Linked DNA regions of Mus musculus: regions 2, 3 and 4 are each linked to region 1. The links are chromatin contacts, called in public HiChIP or PLAC-seq, Micro-C and promoter capture Hi-C maps. All regions are on one chromosome and are shown on one strand. The core of a region is the stretch at or near the end of the contact, and the rest is flanking DNA. Distances in the headings are between cores, read along the strand shown.

Region 1 (2,925 bases), core at 183-2,682:
AGGTCTAGTTTCTCTTCTCTCTGAATATCTGCAGGTGGGATGGATAGACTCCTTAGAGAATGACTGACACTTTCCATCTTCTATGCAGGTCCTGATTCTACTGTGGCAGACACAAGGAACAGCTGAGGGGGTGTAACACACCCTACTCAGACCCTTCCCTGGGCCTGCTCCACCCTCAGGACTGTTTCCTGTGGTCCAACAGCAGCCCTGCCTGTCCTACTCTGGCTTCCAAGGAGGGAGCTCCATACTGTCACCTACAGAGCTGCTCCAGAACCCCACAGCTGAATTGAAAGGGGGAAAAAAAGCACGGATTTTAAATTTACACTTTTATGCTGGGCTACAGTGACAGCTATCCTGGAGTGTATGTGGTCCAAGGGCCGCACATGAGACACACCTGCAGAGAGTTTAAGCTGTTTGGCTTTTACCATATCTATCCTAAAGAACCCACCATCTTAGGGAAGAAGAAAGAAGAAAAGAGGAGGAGGAGGGGAGGAGAGGAGGGGAAGAAGAAAGAGGAAAGGAAGAAGAAAAAAGGAGGAAGGGAGGAGAGGAGGAGGAGGAAAAGGAGAAGAAAATCGTAGTAGTACCCAGGCTTGGGAGGTGGCAACAGGGGTCTTCCACAGAGCCTGGCTTCTCTGAGGGTCTGGAAACTGCTGGTAGACCCTCTCGGGATAAGGAACTACAGTCAGTGACTTCTATGCTTCTGTCCCAGGCTGCGTGGGACACTGAGGAGTCTAGTTAGATTGGTCTACTTTGAGCCTTGCTTGAATAGCTGTGTAATGTTTTGGTAAATTACATTTTACCATCATGACTAGTTTCAAGCTTAAAAAAGATTTCTAAGGTAGGTAAGCCGTTAATCCCAGTAGTCTGGAGGTTGGGGTAGGTGGATCTCTGCAAGTTCGAGGCCAGCCACTACACTGAGTGAGCTCCGGGCCAGCCAGCCAGAGGGACACATTCAGAAGACCAGCTCAAACAAACAAACAAAAACCAAATAAAGTAAAATTCTGCCTCCCCAACCTGGAACAATGGGTTGGTGGATGTGGGGTGGAGAGGGGTGCTAGGTCACTTTTTCACTTTGTCTTCCTGGACCTCCTGAGTCCCATCACTTCTCCAACTCTAAATCGGCCTGGGGACAACATGCTCAGCCAGCAGTTAAGTCCCGTGCCCTCCCACCTGGAGAAGGTGTAGAAAATAGGAGGAAAGGCCCAGGCGGCCTCGAGCCCGAAGGCATGAAGCCCCCGGGAACCGAGCACACACTGTCCTTCCCCGGGTGCCGCTCACCATCTGTTGTGACACGGGGGCCGAGACCTGAAAGAGCTTGGCAGCCCCGGTGAGCGCGAAGAAGACGCCAAGCAGAACCCGCAACACGCCTACCCTGAACGACATAGCAGCGCCCGCCTTCCTGGACGACTCTTCCTCCCTACCGGAAGACTACAGTCGGTCCGGCCCGCCCACCCGGTTACGCCCAACTTTCAGCCCCGCCCACTGATGGCCACCTCCGCTAAGACCCGCCCACTGAGGCCTTTCCTTACAGGCTGTACTCATTGTGGAGGGTGCGGAGTATCGGGTGTGTGTCCACGCGATCTGGCCTTCAAACCCACCCGTGCTAGAGGAATCTGACACCACCCAACTCCCTGAGTGTCTCTGGGTCTGCAGCTGTATGGAAGTTGCACAATGGCCTTCAGAAAGTTACTAGAAAATCAGTGAACCCTACAATTAATGAGCAATAAAGCAGTAACTGTAAGTTTTTCTGGTCCACCTATGCCTAAAATACCTGCCCCTCCCATTGCTCAACCAAAAGAAAAATGAGAAAGATATTTAAAGAATCCCTTACTTGGTTGCACTGGCAAACAGAGGACCAATTTTTTCCGGTTGTCGAGTTTTTTAACACACACCCATAAGGAAAATAATAACATTCTAGAAATGATTAAGCAATGTTCAAGGAATTTTCACAACAATTGAAAATTATATAAAACTAACACCTCGGGGTACAAGGGTGAAAGTGTTGACCTGCATCCATTTGTATACCATCTATGGCTGAGCCACTGAATACTATCTGACCTTTCATGAAAGCTGGCTACTGCCACGCATGATGTGCCTGTAATTCCCCAACTAGTGAGGATAAGGCCTGAGGACTGCCCAGAGTTGAATGAACTTCACAGCAAGAACTAGGCTAGTGAGGACTATATCGCAAAGGCCAGTCTCAAAATAAAATAAAATAAAATAATTCCCAAGCCCTGGTCTATGGGTCCAAAAGAAGCCCTATGGTCTCAAACCCTCCCACTGTTCATGCTTACTGGCCACGTACTTGGATCTGCTTCCATCTACATAACTCTCGGAGGGCTGGCGATATGGCTGGTGACTAAAACTGCTCATGTTTTTAAAGTGCACATGCCTACTTGGTCATGCAGGAAGGTACTGGTTGCTGGCCTAACTTAACTCTGTTTTGTCACTTTTTTTCCCCTGAGTCACTTTCTCCTGTGATAGATAACCTTGGAAAGACAAAACTCACCCAAAAGCATAATGACAGTGAAGAAGCAAAGCCAGCTCCAAGCAGCAGCGAGTCTGGCAGAGCAGACCAGGCCTTAAATGGGGCAAATGCCACAGTGATGAGGCTAAAACCAAACTGCTCCCTAAAGTGGGAACCATTTGCAAAACTAGAACTGAAAGAACCATCAATCAGACGACTGTCCTTACCAAGAAGTCCGACTGTCAGGCGCCCAACCCTCCACTGTTCCCTTTTCCTGTGATATTTCAGAGTCCCAGTTAGTCCTTCAAACTAAGGTGGCATTGTGTCCCAGCAGTCAGGAAGCAGAGGTAGTCAGATCTCTGAGTTCTAAGCTAGCCTGGTTGACATGAGTTCCAGGATAGCTAGGGCTATACAGAGAGGCCCTGTCTCAAACAAAACAAAACAAAAACTGCTGA
Region 2 (2,742 bases), core at 226-2,725, 160 kb after region 1:
AACATATTTTCTTAACCTTTCTATTTGTTTTTTGCTTTGGACATGTAAGGAAAGAGTCTAGGATATGAAAAAAAAAACATTATCTGGCAGAAGTGAACATGTTTCTTTTTGTTCTACCCATAAGTGAAACAAAAGATAACAGGCCCAAGGGAGAATCAAGGACCAGCATGGAAACTTTCAGCCATTTCAGTGTTCAGCCAATGTTCCTGGGTTCAAAGAGCTACTGACTTACACACAGAAGTACAGCTGTAGAGCAACTTTCACCCTGTGAGCAGAGGAGCTCTGGGTCCCCTTGTATTGCCATGGAGAATAACAACTCTTCAGAGACTTAAACATTTTTTTTAATTAGTTCTTTGGGGATTTCCTAGTATACCAGCAGTCCAAGCACTTGGTCAAGGCAGGAAGACCAGCAGTTTCAGGCCACTCTGGGTTACATAGCAACCTAGCTCCAACCAACCCAACTCCAACCAATCCAACTCCAACCAACCCAACTCCAACCAACCTAAACTAATTTCCTTGTATTTTTTACTATATGTCTGTCTGTTGTGCCTATGTCTTCATTAAGAATCCAAGAGGGGACTTCAGCTCTCATTATCTTTGGCTTCGTTGTGCTTCAGGGAAGATAGTGCCTACCCTTGGATTTCCTGCCTTGACAGTTCAAGCTCCTATTCTTTAAGTCAGACCCTCAAATTCCTTCAGTGGAGGCAAATGATGGCACACAGCAGTTGCAGGTCATCACCATGAAACTTCTCAGGAGAGCAGCCATGTTCTTGAACTATCAAGACTCTTGACATTTTATGTTCTTTTGCCTTGACGACAGTTTTGTGTGTTCAGAATCCTGGAGGAATGCAATTCCAGACTGTGTTCTAGCTCCTCACCAGCCACTCGATATCTTGAGGTAAATTAATTTATTTCAAATGACCATACTGGCAATGTTAACTTTGAAAGCAATGGAGTAGATGGTTTCTAAGATCCTTTTTCATTTTAGTATTCTAATGGCAAGCAGGTATTGAGGAAATTGTCTTCAGTTATTGGTTCTGCCTTCAACACTACCAGTGGATCTGGTTTTAAGGTTGGAAGTTGTTCCTTGAGAGTCGACGCCCTTTACTTGACAAGCTGTTGGTTTCTCCTTCAGATAACAGTCTTGTTTTCTTCTTGGTTGGGATTCTTCATGTTCATAGGGTCACTGAGAACTTTGGCTCATCAGGGTTCTCTCCTTTTGGCAATATCTCTGTAGTCAGGTGTAGGGTGGTGATGTGAACCCCTCACTGACATTTCACCAGATAGTCCTTCCATTAAGATCTTTCATTCTGACATCATCCCTTCGTCATGGTCCCTTTAAGGGAGCGGCCATAGTTGAGTGGTGGGAGCAGCTGCTGGCAGCAAAGAGACTAACAGGATTAGGCCTAGCCTGGGCCACTCACCGCGCACGCTCAGGACCGGGGGCTTGGTGGGAAAGGGAGGAGGGGCTTGTGGCGCGCCTGCGCATCAGGGGCGCGCGCAAGGGGCTGGTTTGGAGATCCCTTTAAGAAAACCACTGGCGGAGGAATTTCTCTGAGAGAAAATAATCCTCCTCACGGGGCCCCTTGGAGGCCATTAACCCCCCGAGTCCCGGCCCCCCTGCCCCGGCAGGCCCTTGCGCCCACGCGCCCGCCCGTGGGACCCCAGGAGCTGCGGCTAAGCGCGCGGGCCTCCGCCCCCCTCGTCACTCCCGCGCCAGGCCCGGCGGGGGCCGAGGGGGACCGAACCGCAGCGGGTGAAGCGCCGGTGTCTGCAGTGTGGGCGGGGGCCGAGAGGGGCCGCGGCCGCCGCGCCGGGAGCCGCCGCGGTTCCGAGCGGGGCCCAACATGGCGGAGCGGGAGGTGGAGACCGGCCCCCGAAAGAGGGTAGGTGAGGTGAGGCCGCGGGCCGTCTGCGGGCTGCGGGCTGCGGGCAGGCGGGCGGGCGGGCGGGCGGGGGGCGGGGCGCGGCCGGCCCCGAGCAGCCCGGAGCTCACGGGTGGCGCGGTGGTCGACGGCCGGAGGGAGGGGCGGCCCGAGGCGGCACCGGGGTCCCCTCGGCAGGTGGGACAAAGCTCGGTGGCCGGCGGGGAGGGGGAGGGGCGGGGGCCGTGGTCCGCTTGGCTCCCCTCCCTTTGCCGGCGTGTGGGTGGTGGTGCGTATTCGGGGGGGGGGGGAGCCTGGGAGACGCAAGGTGTCAGACTCCGCTTCTGCATCCTCGAGGAAAAGGGAGTCTATGGAAGTTTCTCTGGGGAGAGGTCAGGTGGGGGTAGAGGTGGCGGGAAGAAGTCGTGGAGGATTGGTCGTTTCCTGAGGAGTAACCGGGAGGGTGCTGCGGGAACCCCGGAGCCAATTCATCTTCCTGCCTCCACTCCCCTCCCCCTTGACCGTTATCAAGCCCCAAAGTGGACATGGTGCTCTCTTCACCTTAGAAGAAGTGGGGTTGTCGTCTTGAAGTTGGGGGAATGTGTTCTGATAGCCACGGATGTGTTATAGTCTAGCATTCTTTACCTGCAGTTAGTAACGTGGAAGAGTGACAAGTTTTGTCCTTAGGATGTACCCAGCCAGCCTTGCCTGCCCTAGGTAAAGCCTTGTCTACACAGGAGTTGTAAGCCGTTTAAAAGTTTGTCTTGAAACTTTTTTTATTTTTAATTTAGTTGTGATTCATTTTCTTCAGATGGAGAACAATACTATCCACTGAGTAATGTTTTTCAAGGCTTTTTTTTTAAACTTCCCCTCACCC
Region 3 (2,776 bases), core at 73-2,572, 230 kb before region 1:
GGGATCCAGTTGTGCCTCCCGGCTGACTGGCCTTCGCTGAGTCACCCCTCTCCTCTGTACCTCCATTTCCTTTTCTGTTAAATAAACACACCGAGGGCCACTTCGCAGGGCTCCTGGGAGGGGAGTTTCACGAAGGCACCGATGAGCAAATGCCTTCCTGTGTGGCCCAGGGTGAGAGCTAAATAAAGATAAATGGGTTTACAGATTCAAGGTGTCCTTTGGGTCTTGGCCTTTGTACCCTTCCTGAAGTCAAGGGGTTTCCCTCTCCTCTAGAAAAGGAGTATCTAACTTTTCCTCAGGGCTGTTCCAAAGCTAACCTTTTGTCCCAGCTGGAAGTCTGGGCTGTGGGTGTCTGCAGAGATGATGGAGTTTGGCAGAACCGTATGTTGGGATGGAAAACACCCAGACTCTGAGTAAGCGTGGCTGCATCAGAACTCGGACAACTTCAGCTGAGTTCCTAATGCATTGCCTGTGGGGGTCACTGTGAGCAATGGCAAGTACCTGGCACGACCAGAGTTAGCCAGCCAAAAAGGCCACGTACGTGTGAATCACTGCTGTTAGGGAGTGCTCAATAATAAATGCTTGTGTGAAGTGAAGCAGAGGGGCCCTTCCTTGGGTGTACATTATTAACCTTCACTGTCTCTGCTGGACGCAAGCCCAGCACCCCTCTGTAGCCCCTGCTGGACCACACTCCAGCTTCTCCAGAGCCATTTCCAGCAGAAGCCTAGGACCACAGGGCACACAACAAGGTTACAGGCCTGGCACCAAGCCAACAGCAGCCTTTGAAATCACCAGCCTGCATTCCTTGTCTCCAGCAGGGCAGTGGGCCTCGAAAATCCAGGTGGCTTATCTGGGTTCCAAAACAGAAAATATATATTCCCCACCAGCGTGGCACAAGTCACAGGCTGAATCAAGGCTATCCCCTTCCATAAAAACCAGCCGCTAAGGATCTCAGAACCAGTTGCCTGAGGCCAAAAGAGAGAGTTGGGAACCAGGGCACAGGAAGAGGGACACACATGGCAAGCTGAAAGGAACAGGATCTGTGTCACTAGCACCATCCTGTACCTGGACATTTTGATACCAAACTCCAGCCTCCATCACTCCAGTCCCACCCACATACCTACCAACCCAGACAGGCAGGAGGAGGAAGGCGTGGGCCCAAGAGATGAGCCACAGGTGTTTGCTCTGCCACTGTGCCCAGGGAAGTCCTTCTGCCCAGCCTGCCTACCCACTCCAGCACTCTCTCTTGGCTCATTGGCTCAGAAAGCCCCACCCTGCTGGTAAGTGAGGAACAAAAGCTGCCTCCAGGACGGCCTCAGGCAGACAGACAAGCCGGCACCGGAGAGTGAGGACACGGGGACCCAAGAAGGGTGAGGACCGAATACAGCTGGAGACGGCTGTGGGGGGAGGTCCCCGGGGAAACCTAGGGCTGGGGACTTAGCTTCCCAAAGGGAACCAGGGGTGGGCAGGGACCCTGAAAGAACACTAGGAAAACTCCACAGAGGAAAGGAAATGTGCTATACAGAGGACAGAGGACCAGAGGAGAATCCAGAAGAGATTGGGAAAGAGTAAGCCATAGCTCAGTTCAGCTAGGATCCATTGAGAATGCACTGGGCCTGACAAAAAGCTTTGTCCCAGGAGACAGAGACGTCCAGTTTGCCTTCCAGCCTCCAGCAGGCTAACAAGGAAGCCTGGGCCAATGAGGTATGGGTGATGCTCCCTGCAGTGGAAGACAGAGGGGCCTCAGCACGTGTCCCAGGGATACATGGCTGCAGAAACCAGGAGCTGAGTCAGGGATGGTACAAGGACGGCTTGAGATGGAACACCCTAAGTACCCCAGAGCCAGGGAGCACAAGGCTGGGGTACACAAACATGGCCTGTATGAAAATGAGAGACATGACTCTCAGCCAGCCACTAATTAGGCAGTCAGAGAAGAGGGGTGCACCTGGGAAGAAAGATCAGTGGTGGGGCAAAGACCATGCCGGTACCCAGCCCCTGCCTCCTCCTTATCCCTTATACACACACACACACACACACACACACACATACAACATACACACACACACAAACACACATATACACACAAACACATAATACACACATACAAACACACACATACATTCAAACACACAATACACACACATAAACACAAACACACGCACATACATACATACATACACAAACACACATACACATACAAACACACACATACAATCCTTATCCCTTACATACACATATATACACACACAAATGCACACATACAATCCTTATCCCATACACACACAAACACATACATACACACAGCAACACACACATATACAAACACACACACAAACACACAGATGTACTCACACAAACACACAAATACACATACATATGTGCACACACACGAACACATATACATACACACACAAACACAGACATACATACACAAACACACACACACATACACATACACATACCCATGAAATGGTTGGAATTCCAGAGGGACCAACTGTGGTCCAGATCTCAAGACAATAAAAGAGATGAATAAAAAAGAATGCCTGTCTGTTCTGCACTGACACAGCAGGGTGGGAAAGAGGCCAAGCCACACCGATTGCAGAAGAGCCTTTGTTTAGTTTGGAAAGGGATGTCTCACAAAGTTCCAGAGCCACAAAGGAGTAAGGATGGAAACTGCTCTGAGAAATCTCCCAAGGAGTCAGAGTGGGCATTCCCAACCCAGAGCCCTGCCCATGCTGGGTTCAGGAAAAATGCAATGAATCTGACACCCACTTAA
Region 4 (2,784 bases), core at 199-2,698, 190 kb before region 1:
CCTCCTCCTTCTCTTCTTCCCCTGCCTCTCCTCTCCCTGACAATGTCTCATGTACCACAGGCTGACCTCAAACTCACAAAGGAGAAGACAGCCTTGAACTTCTGACCTTCTTGCCTCTTCCTCCTCCTCCTCCCCCCCCCTCCTGTGAGGTTCCAGGCATGTGCCACCTGGTTTATGTGCCACCAGGGCTAGCTAGAACCTAAGGCTCTGTGAGTACTGAACAAGCACTCAACCAATATTTACACCCCAGCCCCATACCATTGACATTTTAATTCCTCAGCCTCATCTTTCCACAGAACTAGGATTACAGGCTGCCTGTACCACCATGCCTGTGTATTTGTGTTTTGTGGAGTTGGTTGTTTGCTTAGACAGGTTCCCACCATGTATCCCAGGTTGGCCTGAAACTCTTGCTCTGCCTCCTTCAGCCTCCCAAGCTCAGGGTTTACATCTCAGTGACTTCAGGTCCTCGCTCAAACCTTTAGAACCAATACAGCACACTGGGGGCTTTGGCAGGCCCTCCGAAGCAGGTATCCTTCCATCACTATTCGGTAGGGTCAGGGCAGAGGAGGGTAAGATTGACCCTCGTTGCTCTGACAAGCCTCATGGTTGGGTCCCCCAGCCTCTTCTGGGCGTTAGCACAAGAAACCAAACCTGGTGGCTCCAAGGTAGTGATGCTGTTCTGCACCGCCTGGCTTTCTCAACCCCTAACCACACCCCGTGATGCCCTGGATCCCACCTTTACACTTTTACTGTTACCCACGGGGCTTACCCTGCTCAATTTCTGCATCTAGTAAGGAGGGTAGGAAACCAGGCCTGGCAGGCTTATTGTGGCTTTCCCAGCTGCAGGCGGATTCTTAATCCCACACTCTTCGTTCACAGTGAAGCAGGGCTCTGCCTGCTTCCAAATTCCCCAGGAAGATCTTTCCTCTCTTTTAGAGGCATCGACTGGAACCCAGCTAAAGGACAGGAGCTTCCCTCCACTTCCACTCTCAGATCAAAGGACCCTAGAGCGTTCCTAAGTGACTTTTGATGGTATAGCCTGCCCAGGATTGGTGAAGTAGAGACCCCTAGATCAACCAGATTCTAGAAAGGGAGAATTCTCACCCCTCTCCAATGTGGGTCCAGTGGCCTCAGAAGCTGGGCACACGGATGAGTCTCCCTTCTTACCCCACCCACTCCTTACAGCCTCCGGACCAGGTGCCAGATCTGCCAGCTCCTCTCGCTTAAAAAAAAAATCGCCTTCACATCCTGCTGCGGACCTAGGGAGGGCACTGGACCTGGGGGGGGAGTGCAGTCTGGGATACCGGAGGGCGTCAGAGCAGAGAAACAAGACAGCTTCCATCTCTCGCAACCAAAGAAGCACAATCTGGGCGGGTCCTGGGAGTCTGTCCCTCCCAGGCCCCGCCTCCCTGCTCCCCAGAGCCCTCTGGCTGGCGTTTCCTGCCCTAAACCCGCAGCTGCGCGCTATTTAAGGCGTCCTGCGGGAGGCGCGGTCCTGCAGGATTCCCGCAGGCGCAGCTTCGGCCACGGTCGTCCCCTCTACCTGGGCCAGCCGGGCAAGCAGGCGGTGAGTTCGGGGGGCAGGGGAAACGGTTCACTCCACTGCGGGAGGGCTGAGGCTTGCTTGCCCCCCGGGGCGCCAGACGCGACTGAAGCCACCAGCGGCACTCACCTAGCCTGCCTTTAACCAGCCTCTTGTGTTTAGCTCCCTTCCCTTTTTTTTTCAATGAACCCTTAAGGAGAGACCGAGGGCGCCGGGAAGATTACTAATCCAAATCCCCAGGTGGTGAGAAGAAAGCAGTATTTGAATGTAGGTCTGGTAGTACCTGCTTTACTTCTGGAACAGCACCCACACCACACATCACCACGTTTTCACACACACCATGAGATGTTCTGGGAACGTTGGAACCTTCACCCAGCTATGGCCATTCCTTGCAAGGCTCTATCTAGAATGGCTGCAACAGCTTTGGAGGGAAGTGAGCTAGGACAGGCTCAGGTGTATTCACTAAAATCGCAGGTGGTCCTTTTGGTAGACAGGTGGACCAAATGCCCTGGGCTTCTGAGTCCCTCACCCCATCTTCCCTCACTCCCAGCCCCACCGGCAAGTGCAAAGATTCAAATGAGGCCCTCAACATTTTTAATGAGGCATGGAAGATGGGAACGGGACCCCTAATAACCATCTCTCCCCACCCCTGCTCTCTTGGGGGTTGCCAGCCTTGAACAAAAGGGAGGAAGGGCATGGCACAACTGTGTGTGACCTTGGATAAGTTCCTCAACTGTTCTGTTTCCATAGGAACCTCTATTCAATCCACATGTCTTCGGGTTGTGGTCACCCTGGGGCACTGGCCTGTGAAAGAAAGCACAATGTGTGGTTAGATTGGGACCCTAGCACAGGCGGACCTCCCAAGGGCTTACATCCCATGGACATATGTCTAGTGGGGGAGCTGAGAAAGGCTTTGTGCTGCCCTGCTGATGGCCCTCTGACCCTTGTCTCCCTGCAGAGAGAGGCCCTGGAAACATGGGCGACTGGGGCTTCCTGGAGAAGTTGCTAGACCAGGTCCAGGAACACTCGACCGTGGTGGGCAAGATCTGGTTAACGGTGCTCTTCATCTTCCGCATCCTCATCCTGGGGCTGGCTGGCGAGTCGGTGTGGGGCGACGAGCAGTCTGATTTTGAGTGTAACACAGCCCAGCCGGGCTGCACCAACGTCTGCTATGACCAGGCCTTCCCCATCTCCCACATCCGATACTGGGTGCTGCAGTTCCTCTTCGTCAGCACACCCAC

What was found. Hi-C and Micro-C count contacts between places; a contact is called where the count stands out from the background. HiChIP or PLAC-seq counts read pairs in DNA pulled down with a chosen protein or histone mark. Capture Hi-C pulls out chosen DNA fragments and counts their contacts.
Region 2: a contact with region 1 is called in a promoter capture Hi-C map of pancreatic islet. The contact joins the promoter of Zmym4 here to the promoter of Tmem35b in region 1. A contact is called at or near these places in 1 of 484 Hi-C or Micro-C datasets (CD4 T cells), 2 of 115 datasets of contacts at active chromatin or transcription factors (embryonic stem cells and microglia) and 2 of 9 other capture datasets (adipose tissue and pancreatic islet).
Region 3: a contact with region 1 is called in an HNF4G HiChIP or PLAC-seq map of pancreatic cancer cells. The contact joins the promoter of Gjb4 here to the promoter of Tmem35b in region 1. A contact is called at or near these places in 4 of 39 promoter capture datasets (the 3T3-L1 cell line, cranial neural crest and embryonic stem cells), 1 of 484 Hi-C or Micro-C datasets (embryonic stem cells), 4 of 115 datasets of contacts at active chromatin or transcription factors (embryonic stem cells and pancreatic cancer cells) and 2 of 9 other capture datasets (embryonic stem cells and liver).
Region 4: a Micro-C map of embryonic stem cells shows a contact between it and region 1, with 2.4 times the contacts expected there. The contact joins the promoter of Gja4 here to the promoter of Tmem35b in region 1. A contact is called at or near these places in 16 of 39 promoter capture datasets (the 3T3-L1 cell line, 3T3-L1-derived adipocytes, the C10 cell line and 7 more), 16 of 484 Hi-C or Micro-C datasets (adipose-derived mesenchymal stem cells, cerebral cortex, cortical neurons and 5 more), 8 of 115 datasets of contacts at active chromatin or transcription factors (embryonic midbrain, embryonic stem cells, pancreatic cancer cells and 1 more) and 4 of 9 other capture datasets (adipose tissue, embryonic stem cells, liver and 1 more).

The regions. Positions count from the first base shown.
Region 1 is chr4:127,124,550-127,127,474 of GRCm38.p6, reverse strand. It overlaps Tmem35b (transmembrane protein 35B), which reads right to left and starts at 1,432. Exons shown (of 3, transcript NM_001099319.2): 1 at 1,282-1,432. The coding sequence starts at 1,386.
Region 2 is chr4:126,966,960-126,969,701 of GRCm38.p6, reverse strand. Zmym4 (zinc finger, MYM-type 4) reads left to right here and starts at 1,475. Exons shown (of 30, transcript NM_001114399.2): 1 at 1,475-1,886. The coding sequence starts at 1,848.
Region 3 is chr4:127,352,627-127,355,402 of GRCm38.p6, reverse strand. Gjb4 (gap junction protein, beta 4) reads left to right here and starts at 1,322. Exons shown (of 2, transcript NM_008127.4): 1 at 1,322-1,370. It overlaps Gjb5 (gap junction protein, beta 5), which reads left to right. Exons shown (of 2, transcript NM_010291.3): 2 at 1-594.
Region 4 is chr4:127,312,703-127,315,486 of GRCm38.p6, reverse strand. It overlaps Gja4 (gap junction protein, alpha 4), which reads left to right and starts at 1,448. Exons shown (of 2, transcript NM_008120.3): 1 at 1,448-1,567; 2 at 2,502-2,784. The coding sequence starts at 2,519.